Regions from separate parts of the Mus musculus genome. Here regions 1 and 2 are each linked to region 3. A link is a contact called in public Hi-C data. All regions are on one chromosome and are shown on one strand. The core of a region is the stretch at or near the end of the contact, and the rest is flanking DNA. Distances in the headings are between cores, read along the strand shown.

What was found. A called contact is a pair of places that touch in the nucleus more often than the background predicts.
Region 1: a Hi-C map of cerebellar granule neurons shows a contact between it and region 3, with 1.8 times the contacts expected there. The contact joins the promoter of Rph3a here to the enhancer-like site in region 3. A contact is called at or near these places in 6 of 39 promoter capture datasets (the 3T3-L1 cell line, the HPC-7 cell line, embryonic stem cells and 3 more), 18 of 484 Hi-C or Micro-C datasets (the C2C12 cell line, the G1E-ER4 cell line, brain and 10 more), 5 of 115 datasets of contacts at active chromatin or transcription factors (SST interneurons, embryonic forebrain, embryonic stem cells and 1 more) and 4 of 9 other capture datasets (adipose tissue, embryonic stem cells, liver and 1 more).
Region 2: a Hi-C map of cerebellar granule neurons shows a contact between it and region 3, with 2.2 times the contacts expected there. The contact joins two enhancer-like sites. A contact is called at or near these places in 2 of 15 datasets of contacts at CTCF or cohesin (pro-B cells and stem cell-derived epiblast-like cells), 34 of 484 Hi-C or Micro-C datasets (B cells, CD8 T cells, the CH12 cell line and 17 more), 3 of 115 datasets of contacts at active chromatin or transcription factors (all in embryonic stem cells) and 1 of 9 other capture datasets (embryonic stem cells).

Annotation. Positions count from the first base shown.
Region 1 is chr5:121,008,197-121,011,791 of GRCm38.p6, forward strand. Rph3a (rabphilin 3A) reads right to left here and starts at 1,342. Exons shown (of 22, transcript NM_011286.3): 1 at 1,042-1,342; 2 at 788-903.
Region 2 is chr5:120,968,291-120,972,196 of GRCm38.p6, forward strand. All of the region lies in intron 5 of Rph3a (rabphilin 3A), which reads right to left. Among named protein-coding and RNA genes, the nearest start is that of Gm32185, 20 kb to the left of the region's middle. Within about 2 kb of position 1,646, at least 7 of the 459 cell types and tissues checked have an H3K27ac peak or open chromatin away from gene starts, as enhancers often do. A contact at or near this core is called in cerebellar granule neurons and cerebellum, where this site is marked.
Region 3 is chr5:121,087,659-121,091,304 of GRCm38.p6, forward strand. No RefSeq gene overlaps it. Among named protein-coding and RNA genes, the nearest start is that of Rph3a, 80 kb to the left of the region's middle. Within about 2 kb of position 2,268, at least 9 of the 459 cell types and tissues checked have an H3K27ac peak or open chromatin away from gene starts, as enhancers often do. A contact at or near this core is called in cerebellar granule neurons and cerebellum, where this site is marked.

The DNA of each region.
Region 1 (3,595 bases), core at 92-2,591, 80 kb before region 3:
AGAAAGAAATTGGTATAGGGGTTACAGCTTGTCCTGGAATTGGGGGCCTGGGGTTGGGATGTCATAGCCCCCTTCTCAATGGCAAGGTGAGCTCAGTGACAGAGCCACATACATACCCCCCATCCAGTCTCTTACAGGTGACACCACCTGTAAAATCCCATCTCGGCATCCCCGGCTCGGCAGGCAGCTGACTGCTTGACCATTCATGCCAAGAGAAAAGGTGGCTCTTTCATGGATCCCCGCTCTCCCATTTCAGGACAGCTGAGTTTGCAGAACCCACCACAATTCAATTATTCAGCCAGCCCTGGCGGAGAGCCCGGTCTGAGCCCCATCCTAAGCAAATGCTGGTCCAGGATGCCCAGGCAAGGGTTAACATTCCAGGCTCAGCTGACTCTCCCAACTGGGGCCAAGATGCCCACCCACCAACTCCAAACACTCAGAGGCCCCGTGTGCCATACAGGCCATGAAGGGTTAACTAATTCGAGAGCTGCCAATCACTTTCCTCAGGTTCTGCTGCAAAGAGGACAAGCTGGGCAGAAGCCACTCTCCTGCTCACTCGCCTGAGCAGGCACACACTTGCCTCCTCCCTGGGCACTGTACTAAAACCCCATTTGCCTCCGGAGTGTTGCTGATAAAAGCCTACAGAATACAGGCAAAGAACTATGCTCAGTTCTCAACAGCCCTACCCTCCCTGCTTCCCTCTCCCTAGCTCATGCATGCACATCTCAGTTAGGGTCCTGAGATCTCCTAGTCCGTTTGCGGGACCACCACAAAGAATGTCACTCACCGGGACAGTAGAGGATTGCAGCAGAATACGGGAGCCAAATTCTTGCCAACTCCCTGCTGGGGGGGGGGGGAGGTGTTAAGTCCCAGCGACTTGGCTTGAAAGAACAGCAGATATGCCTGAAAGAAAATTGTGCATTTGACTCTCCCGGTCTTCCCAAAATAAAACCGAGGCACCAACACGAACACATTCCCCTAAATCATGCACACACATACACACACAAAAAGGAAAAAAAAAAAAAGACAAAAAAGAAATACCCCGTCAGAGGCGAAAACTAAGTGCAGCTAGAGTCTGCAGCGGTGGGCAGCGAATCACCCAGACTACTCCACATGGAAGGTTTTGTAAGTCTCTTTCTTTCTCTCCCTTCTTCTCTTTCCTCTCTCCCTCTCTGGGCAGCGTAGGCAACTCTGGGATGCGGGTAAGAGACGAATCAATTGCTTCCCTGGTGCCCGATCCTGCTGTCACCTACTGCAAGAACCCTGTGTGATCCAGAGGGAGGGGCAGCCGCTTCCCGGCGGAGCAGGGGAGCCCAGCTTGCCTCCCACCGCGATGCATTGTGCCGCGTTGCCTGCGGGAGGAGAGGTGGGAGGCCAGGAGGGGAGGCTGGGCGCCCCAGAACGATCCGGATTGGCAGTCAGTACCACGGACAGCACCAGGACGCAAGCGGAGGGGAAGGGCGGCCACTAACCCCAGGCAGAACAGGGGAAGTTATTGGATCCCTGCAGCAGAGGAAGGGAGAGGCCAGAGTAGAGGAACCAGGACGATTTTGTCAGACTGCATATGGGCCACCTCGCTGCATACTTATGCTAATATTGTCAAATGAGCTATAACAATCCCTGATCTTCACAGGTACCTGTGCGTCTCCCTGTGGCTTCCAGGATCATCCACATTGCTGCTGAAGTCTGCAACTCAGGCTCAGAAGACTGCAGGAAAAAAACAAGGCTAAAAAACAAAACAAAACAACAAAAAACAGGAGTGCCTGAAGGGGATGGTGGTTTGTTTAAACAACCACATCTGACAGGTTTCAGGGAGCCTGGGCCAGCCCCATGCACCCCTGGGGATGGCACTTAATGTTTCCACGTCCCATCTGCAAACTGAAGACACGGCCACCACATTTTCCTAATGACAGAAAGAATGAGTCTAAGGTAGCGATAAGAAAGCCCACACTAGGGGCTGCTCTGATTCCATGATCTATAACCCACCCTCTGATTCAAATGTTTTGGCGAAGATAAAGGACTTGACAGCCGACGAGGCTGGTGCAAGCGTGTGGTTTGAGTGGGATGGAGCTGGAAATCTTAGGAGTTCCAGAGCAGACATGATCCTCTGCCAAAGACCCATCTCCCCAAACCAGACTGGCTCTCCGAGGTAAAGTCACTACACACAGGAAATAAATCTCCAGAGAGGGGGGTGATATACAGTGGGAATGTGTTCCCATGGCACCAGCATCCCGGATCCCCAGTGTGTGCTGCTGCTGCCAGCTACAAGAACATGCCCGCGGTGGAGAGAGAGAGAGTGGCAAAGTCAAAAGAAGCCAAGGGCTGTTTAGAACCTCCCAGCCAAGTGAGGGGTGTTCCTCTCTCCACTGGGGACTCATATGTAAAGTTTCCCATTGAGGGCCCAGGGTGAGTCACTACTTTCGCCACTAAAGTCTCCCTTTGAGAGCTAGGATTCAGACTGCCAGGATCTGAGAGACCATTTGGAGCTTGGCTCTACAGATGATCGCTATGGTGGTGTTGACGGTGGTGGTGGTCATCTGGGTGATAATGAAAGCATGAAGATCATGATGATGGTGGCAATGATTATGGTGGGGGTGGTGCTGGTGGTTGCTGGTGGGGGTTGTGGTGATGGTGGTGGTGATGGTGATGGTGGTGGTGGTGATGGTGGTGATGGTGCAGATAATGATCACAATGCTGACTGTGATAGCTGTGGTGATGTCAGCTATTTATTGGGAACCTGCTATGTTCCAGACATCCTTCCAGAAGCTCTGCATGTCTCATCTGAGGGTCTCTGTGCCCCCTCTGTGGTGGCTGCCATTCCCATTCTATAAATAAGGAAGTTAAGACCAAGAAATTCCATTCCTTGCTGGAGGCTACACAGTGAGTGACAGTCATGGGGATCAAACCCAGGGCTGGGATTCCAAAGTGTGCCCACTAGGATGTCTGCCCTGCAGGACCACTCGACAGAATCTTACAGTTTGGGGGCTGAGACCTTACTGCTTTTTTTTTTTTTTTTTTTTTTTTTGGTTTTTTGAGACAGGGTTTCTCTGTTTAGCCTTGGCTGTGCTGGAACTCACTCTGTAGACCAGGCTGGCCTCAAACTCAGAAATCTGCCTGCCTCTGCCTCCCAAGTGCTGGGATTAAAGGCATGCACCACCACTGCACGGCTACTGAGTCTTTTCTTAGCTGAGACAATGGCACACATTCATTCCTGTCACTTCACCAATGGAGAAGAGACCCAGGGGCTTGGAGAGTCTTTCTAGTCAAAGACCTGTGAGCAGATTTGGAGGACAGAGCTGAAGAACGTTCAGATACAGAGCCTGTGTTCTCAAACCTACTCAAGCCCAGCACACACTAAGCCCTCAACAAACATTTGAGCAAACACTCAAGAGACTCTCAGAAGGTCAAAAGTCACACTGTGTGCTGATTAAGGGGCTAGAACCCAAGTGTCTTGTAAGAGTCTCAGCCCCTGGATCCTGAGGAGTTCTCACCCCCAGCGTGGCCTCTCGGCCATGAGAACCATGTATTCTGCAAAGCCCTGGCTCAGATCCAGCTCTTTTGGGGAAGAAACAGAACCACCAAATGCCAAGACACC
Region 2 (3,906 bases), core at 396-2,895, 120 kb before region 3:
TCTAGAAAACACTGATGGCAATAATTTGTTCTGCAGCACGGGGTCACTGCTGAGGCTATGAGTGCCCTGTTTGGAGCTCTAAGCGTGGGGCAGACATTAGATGATTTAGCCCAGTGTTGTTTTCCATCATTCCCCTAAAAGCTGGCTATGATGTCAGCACACTCCTCCACTCACATCTTCTGTTCATGAACCATCAGCAAAGGGACACGGGAAATGGTTTCAGCCAGGGATGACTCTGCCCCCAGGGAACGGTGGTCAGTGTCTGGAGCCACATTTGGTCATCACAGCTGCTGGGGTTACCGATAAGCATCTGGTAGCTAGAGACCAGAGATGCTGTTTAAACAGCGTACGGTGCACAGCACAGCCCTCAATATGAAGAATTCCCCAGGCCCACATGCAGGTGGGTATTGAGGTTGAAAAGCAGGGAGTGAGAGGGGCTTGGGAGCCGACTTCACCGATGAGTTTACAGCCCACCCACAGTCACTCAGTGTGTCCATTTACATTCCCTTGATGGCAGACACAGAGCCAAGTCAGAAAACTGTCATCTATTTTGGTATTAACAACAGATTTTACAAAGTGTGTGTGTGCGCACGTACACCCGCGCGATCACGCAAGCTTGTGTGTTTGTTCAGTGAGTCTCTCACTGAACCTGGCTGGTGCTCATTGATTCTATAGGCCAGTGGCCGATCAGCTCCTGGGACCAGTCTGTCTCCATTCACTGTCCCCAGCTCCCCAGCCCTGCCCCCTCCCCAGCTCCTGCTGGCTTTTATACAAGATCTGTGGATGCGAATTCAGGTCAGCACATTTGCAAGGCAGGTACTTTACTGAGCCAGCTCTCTAGCTTTGGGATTTATTTTCTCTTTCTTTCTTTCTTTCTTTCTTTCTTTCTTTCTTTCTTTCTTTCTTTCTTTCTTTCTTTCTTTCTCTCTTTCTTTTTTAAAGACAGACCTCACGCTAAGCCCAGGCTGACCTTGAACTTGAGATCTCCTGCTTCAGCCTCCAGAGTGCTGGGATTACAGGCATGTGCCAGTAAACAGACTAAGGCTAAATGGATACTGGAAAGCACTTGTCTAATACTTGGGGAAACTGAGGCGCAACTCAACATTTTTAACATTGGGAGGTTACAGAGTCATACTAAACCTGATGAAATCTATAGATATTTGCTTCTTCTGGGAAAAAAAAAAAAAAGAATGTGTGTATAACTATGTCCGGAACACTGGGTGTCTCTGACCCTGAGTCACATCCATGGAAGTCCTGGGCTCCGGACTAAGGAAAGAAAAGCTGGTGTAGAAGGGAAGAGACTGAGCTGTCTGTCTGTGTCCTTGTCCAGCCCTGCCAATGACACCTGCCAAGGAGAGATACATTGTGGAAAAGTCCAAGGAGATACATTGTGGAAAAGTCCTGTGCTAGACAGTTGAGGGGGGTAGCAACCCCAGCAGGGACACAATGGATCCCATAGTAACAGGTCTTTCTTCATCTCTCTGGCTTCTCCCTCCATCATCCAGTCAGGATGCCAAGGTTAATGATAAGCCCTAATTACTTTTTTTGGAGTCCGTCTGTTTCAGGAAGCTGACCTCGAACAGAGCCACCCAGCTGCTGCCTCTTTGGAAGCAGGAGACTCGCAAATGCCTTGGAGGGGATCCAGGCGGGAGGAAATACAATAGGAACACAGAAGGACAGCCTAATGGACAGAGACTGCCACTTACAGGGAGTTGGGGGGGGAGGGCAGGTGATCTTTTTTTTTTTTTTTTAGGCAAGTGTTCCATTCTAGACTTACTGTGCCTTTGCCACTCAGAGGAAGCCCCTAGCAGCCATGTTTCCATGGAAATGTGGCATGGCTGTGTTTTGCTAAAACACATGGGGTGAGAGTTTTTTCTGAGGCTGTTGTATCCCCCATCTCAGATCCCCCTGGGACAGCCCTGCCACTTTCCCTTAGTTTCCTGTGTGTGCCCAACTCCCCCGAGGTGTTTCCAAAGATGGCAGGCAGTCTCATCTTCCCCGGCACGTCTCAGCCATGGAGATAGGACCTTTCCCTTCCATGAGAGACCATGGTCTCAGTCTGAGACATTTAATGGACTCCACTTTTACACTTCTTGCAGTAAAAGAGCCTGGCAGGGTGGGCTACTGAACAAGGAAGGAGTTGAGGGGTTTGGGAAACAAGAAGACACAGAACCTTCCGGTGGGTGTAGTGTAATCCTACTGGCAGGTGAACTGAGCAAGTGAGCGACCCCAGCCAATGCCCCATGAAACAGAAAAAGCACCCAGCATAGCCATGCCTGAATTCTTAACCCTTTAAATCATGAACAATGGAAAACTATATCTTTGTGGCTTTAAGTCACTATTTTTCCCCCTTGGCGTTTTGTTGCATAGCAGTGAATAGCCGGAGAACCTGGTTAAAAGTAGATGTTTCCCATCTCATCCAAATCTGCTTTGCCTAATGGTGGAGGAGGGCAAACCAGGAGCCTCCACATTGTGCCGTGAGAGGGAATGTGTACAAATGAGGCAGTTGGATAAAGTTCGTTCCAGGCCATTAACTGTCTATCCTCACATCCTGAGCAGAGCAGAGCTGGGCAGATGGGTAGAGGGTACATGAGCATTTAGACACTTGTGATGGAGCTGCGGGAAGACAGCTTGAGACTCTGCACAGCCCCAGGGCTCTCCTGGGCTCTTGGTTCCAACAAAACTGTCCCAATGAGGAAGCAAAAGGCCCTCCCGGGGAGACTTGATGCTCTTCTCCCTGTGAACTCAGAGTCAGACACAGATGGTGGCAGCAGCACATGGGGCAGATTAACAAGGCAGGAAGGAGTCTGCTGGAGAGGCCACCTGCTAAGCTTGAACTCTTAAATGGAAGTTTGGGGTTGGGGGCTTGCAAGTGGGCTCAGCAGGAAGAGGGGCTTGCTGCCAAGACTGATGACTGGAGTTCAATCCCCAAAGCCGCACAGTGAAAGGGGAAAATTGGTCCCCCAAGAATTGTCCTCTGATATCTGTACATATACCATGGCATGTAAAGAACTTTATTTACAATCCTGTCTCTCTGAGCCTTAGTTTCTCCTCTGTACAATAGCATCCACTCCATAGGGCAGAGATGAACAGGACTGTGTTGAATCAAATGAAGTTCTATACTACAGGGCTCAGGGCTGGAGCTCAATGGGTAGATAGCTTGTACAATGCCTGAAGTCTTGGGTTTCATTCCCAGTACTACAAAAACTGGGTGTGGTGGCACATGCTTGTTACCCCAGAACTCAGGAAGTAGGGGTCAAAGGGTCAGAAGTTCAAGGTCATCCTAGGCTACATAGCGAACTTCAGGCTAACCTGGGCTACATGAGATGCTGTCTATAGGTAGATAGGTAGGTAGGTAGATAGATAGGTAGATAGATAGATAGATAGATAGATAGATAGATAGATAGATAGATAGATAATAGATAATGGATAGATAGGATGGTAGACAGATAGCTAGATAGATAGATAATAGATAGATAGATGATAGATAGATAGATAGATAGATAGATAGATAGATAGATAGATAGATAGTAGGAGCAGGACTTGGCACATAGTAGGTGCACAGAAAATGCCCCCCCTTGTGGGGATTATTTTCTATGTTATTCAAAGTGACCTCATGCTGTCCCAGATGGCTTCACTTGGGTAACAGAAAAGAAAACCCAGGGATCAGGACTCAGATAGGGACAGGAATACCTGAAATTCTAACCCACTTAAAAAGAGCCTTTTTCTTCAGAGACACAGCCAACAATGCAGGGTGAGGTCCTCAACAGACACATCCAATCACTTCAGCAGTCGAGTGAGGAGGAAGGCCCCTAAGAGCCAGCTGGGGAAACTGAGGCAGAGTCCTCCCTCACTGAGAGCTTTGGGTTCCACAGTGGACATTCCAGATAGCAGAACCTCTTCTAC
Region 3 (3,646 bases), core at 1,018-3,517:
CACACACACACACACACACACACTTGTTAAAAGGTGAGCCACAGAAGCTGGGAACATAGTTCAGCTGATGGAATGCTCGAAGCCCTGTATTCAGTCTCCACCACCACAGAAAATGGCATGCGGTGGTTCATGCCTGCAATCCCAGCACTGTCAAGGATGCTTGGAAGTATCTGCAGACAAATGACAAGCAGGGGAGTTGGTAGAGGGGCAGAAGAGTCTGGGTTCTGTGGGTGAAACCGGCCACATCCACAGGCAGTAACAAATCCCACCTGCTTTCCCCCAGGCTCATCCTAGAAACTGGCTGAGGAACAAAAGTAGCCATTTGGGGAATGCTGAGCGACCTCCAGGTACCCAAGAGTGACGACAGTCATACCAGCATCTCACAGTGGGATTTACAAACCCACTAGACACAGGAAGTCGGGGCTGTTCTTTTGCCTGGTGGGGAACTCTGTCTGCAGGGGCTCTAACGTCATCTCTCTCACCTCCTTTCTCTTTTTTTGACATACTGCTCCCTAGGCAGAGAGGAGACAGCAAGGAGACAAAAAGGGAGGATGGCTTGGCCTTCTTGCTTTGGCTTCTGAGCTCAGAGCTCACAAAGAGACAGTCCATTTTCTTATATTTTGGAAGGAGTTAGGAGGGCACGGGTGTGTAGTTATGTGTACACATGTGCACATGCACACAAGCCAGAGAAGTAGAGTGAATGCCCTGCTCTATCACTTCCTGTCTTGTGCCCTCCTTCATCCAGGGTCTCTCACAGCACCCAGAACCACAGACTAGCAGTCAATAAGCCACAGCTGCCCTCCTATCTCTGCCCACTGTGATGTTAGGGATACAGGTATGGCCACAGTCATGCCCATACTTCTTACATGTGTGTGCTGGGGTTTGAACTCAGGCCCTTGTGTTTCCATTGCAAGTGCTCTTACCCACCGAGCCATCTCCCCAACCCTTCTTCCTCTTCTTGCAGTTTTAGAAGCAGCCAAGTGTGACTGGGAGGGCCAGATCCTTGCCCAGCCCCCTGATCTACCTAGGAGAAAGTCATGCTTTATGGTGAAGTCTAATCATTCAGTTGAGCTGAGACACACTAAAGCTGCCTTGGTCTCTGCCAGGAAGGCATAGCCTCATACATCTAAGCTGTCTGCTATGCAGTGATGGCACACACCTTTAATCTCAGCCCTCTGGAGGCAGAGGTAGGCGGATCTCTAAGTTCAAGGCCAGCCTGGTCTACAGAGTGAGTTCCAGGACAGTCAGGGCTACACAGAGAAACCCTGTCTCAGAAAACAAACAAGTCTGCATTTGACCACTGACTGCTGTAGCCTGCTGTGCATCCTGAGAGCAGGTGAGGCAGGCTGAAGGGGTAAGAGAAAGGTGGTACGAAAGAGCCACTGAGGAAGTTTAAATCCCAGCCTCACCACTTAGCTGCTGTGTGCCCCTGAGCACATTGTTTAACTTCTCAAAGCTTCCCTGATACCTTTCTGATCATCTTCCTTAAGTCCCCCCACCATCTGGTCCCTCACAACTCTTCTCCTCCTGAGACTTCATCTTGGAATTAAGTTATCAATCCCTTAAAAAACCTCTAACTGGGCCTCGAAGATTTACGGACAGATTTGTTTACCATATATAGGCAAATCAGTTGTTTAACAGGGCCCTGGTGACACAGGCAGATAAGGTTTGACTGGGGAAGAAAGATGAAGAAGCTCCCAGAAGAGGTAACATGATGTCTAGGAAGAAGATCCAGGCTTCAGTTTCCCCGTGCAAGCAGCAGATAAGGTGAACAAAGCTTCACTGAGCTAAGATTTCACTGCCCCCTTCCCTATATCCTGTTGTCACAAAGCCCATTTTACAGATGATAAAACTGAGGCCAGAGAGATGAAGCAACTGGCTCTGGGTCTCCCAGAAGCACACGGGAGAACTGTGTTGAAATCTCAGAATCTTTTGGACATCTCATGGTTCTTTAAAGGCACGAGAATGAGTCCTTTGATAGGGCTGAGGAACGGGGACGGAGAGAAAAGAGAAATCGGGGATGAAGAAAATCACTGACAAGGCCAGCCGTGCTCTACACAGACACTGCTAACATGGGCCTGAGCATGAAGACTCCAGGTCTCTGAGGGAGGCTAGCTGCAGCAACACATTCCCTCCCCCTAACTGCAGACAGCCTTGGTCCCTGAAACCGTTACCATGGAAACCACTTCTCCAGGGTCCAGGGCAAGGAGCTAAGGCCAAGTGGCAGGAGGCTGAGAGAAGGAGCTGGCACAGGCCTGAGGAGTGAGTGCTGGGGACCCAGGAGGGAGTGACAGGGTCACCAGATGGCTGCAGGGCCGGAGGCCAGCACACTCCACAGCACGAGTCCCAAGTGATCCCAGTCTGCCAGGCTCTCTTCGACACAACGATGCTTCTACCCAAGAACAAAAAGAAACTACAGAGCAATACATGTTTCCTAGGCCTCCTGAGTGCTAGGCAAGCACCGGTGAGCCATAGCCTTGGTCTATACCTGAGAAACTCAATTTTCTCTCTTTAATCATGTTTGGGTTCTCTGTGTTCCAGATCCAGAAAGCACAGATCACTCACTACCTGTCCCCAGTATAAATAGCATTAAGAACCCCAGGAAACAAAATAGGATTGAGCACCTGTAATCCTGGCACTTGAGAGGCTGAGGCAGGAGGATCACCAGTACTTAGGAGGTTGGAGGAAAGATGTTCCGGTGAACTTTAACATCACTTTGACTCGGCCTAGAGTCATCTGAGAGGAGAGCTCCAACTGAGGAAGAACTAGGGTCAGATTGGCCTATCACTGTGCCTGTGGGTACTGTCTTGACTGGGAGTTCATACAGGAGGTTTCAGCCCACTATGGGTGGCACCATTCCCTAGGCAGTATGTCCTGAACTATATAAGGAAGCTAGCTGGTCATAAACCTGCCTGGTCAGCAAGCAGCAATCTCATAGTTCCTGACACCATTCTTTGACTGTGAAAGGAGTTCATTGGTTGGAGATAATGCCATGTAGGCTAGCAAGCAGACCCACCTTTGGGTTCCTATCTTGACTTGGCTCCAAGATAAAATGTAATCCAGAATGTAAGACAAATACACCCTTTCCCTCTCTAGGTTGCTTCTGATCACTCCAACAGAAATAAAACTAAAACAAATAAGGACCAGAGGTTCATCTTTAGCTGTATAACAACTTTAAGGCCAGTCTGGGCTACATAAGACCATGTCTCAAAAGCAGATAAATAAACCCACTCCAAGTTAAAGGTATAGATTAAATCCAAAAGACACTCCTAGGTAGGTTTTTTTTGAGGGTTCTTCACTGGCCAGCTTGCATTCACTGCTGTGTTGAGGGCACAGCAGTAGTAACACCCGATGGTCATCGTGCATCATGAAGGTCTATCCTGTGCCAACTCCTCCCATCTCCATTGTTGGATAAAATGTTAGTGCAGTTACTGTCATCCCATTGCACTGAGAAGAAATAGAGGCTCAGAGAGTTTTGCTCACCAGCCCAAGGACCAACTTCAGTATGTGGCAGGGTAAGTAACCGTAGAAGGAAGGGCTGGACGCTGTCCAGATGGACTCTCCCACAGCTCTGAAACTCAGATGTCCCAAGCCAGTGTGACTGGGCTGGAACTGGTGATGCAGGAAACAACTTTTCTCTCTCTAA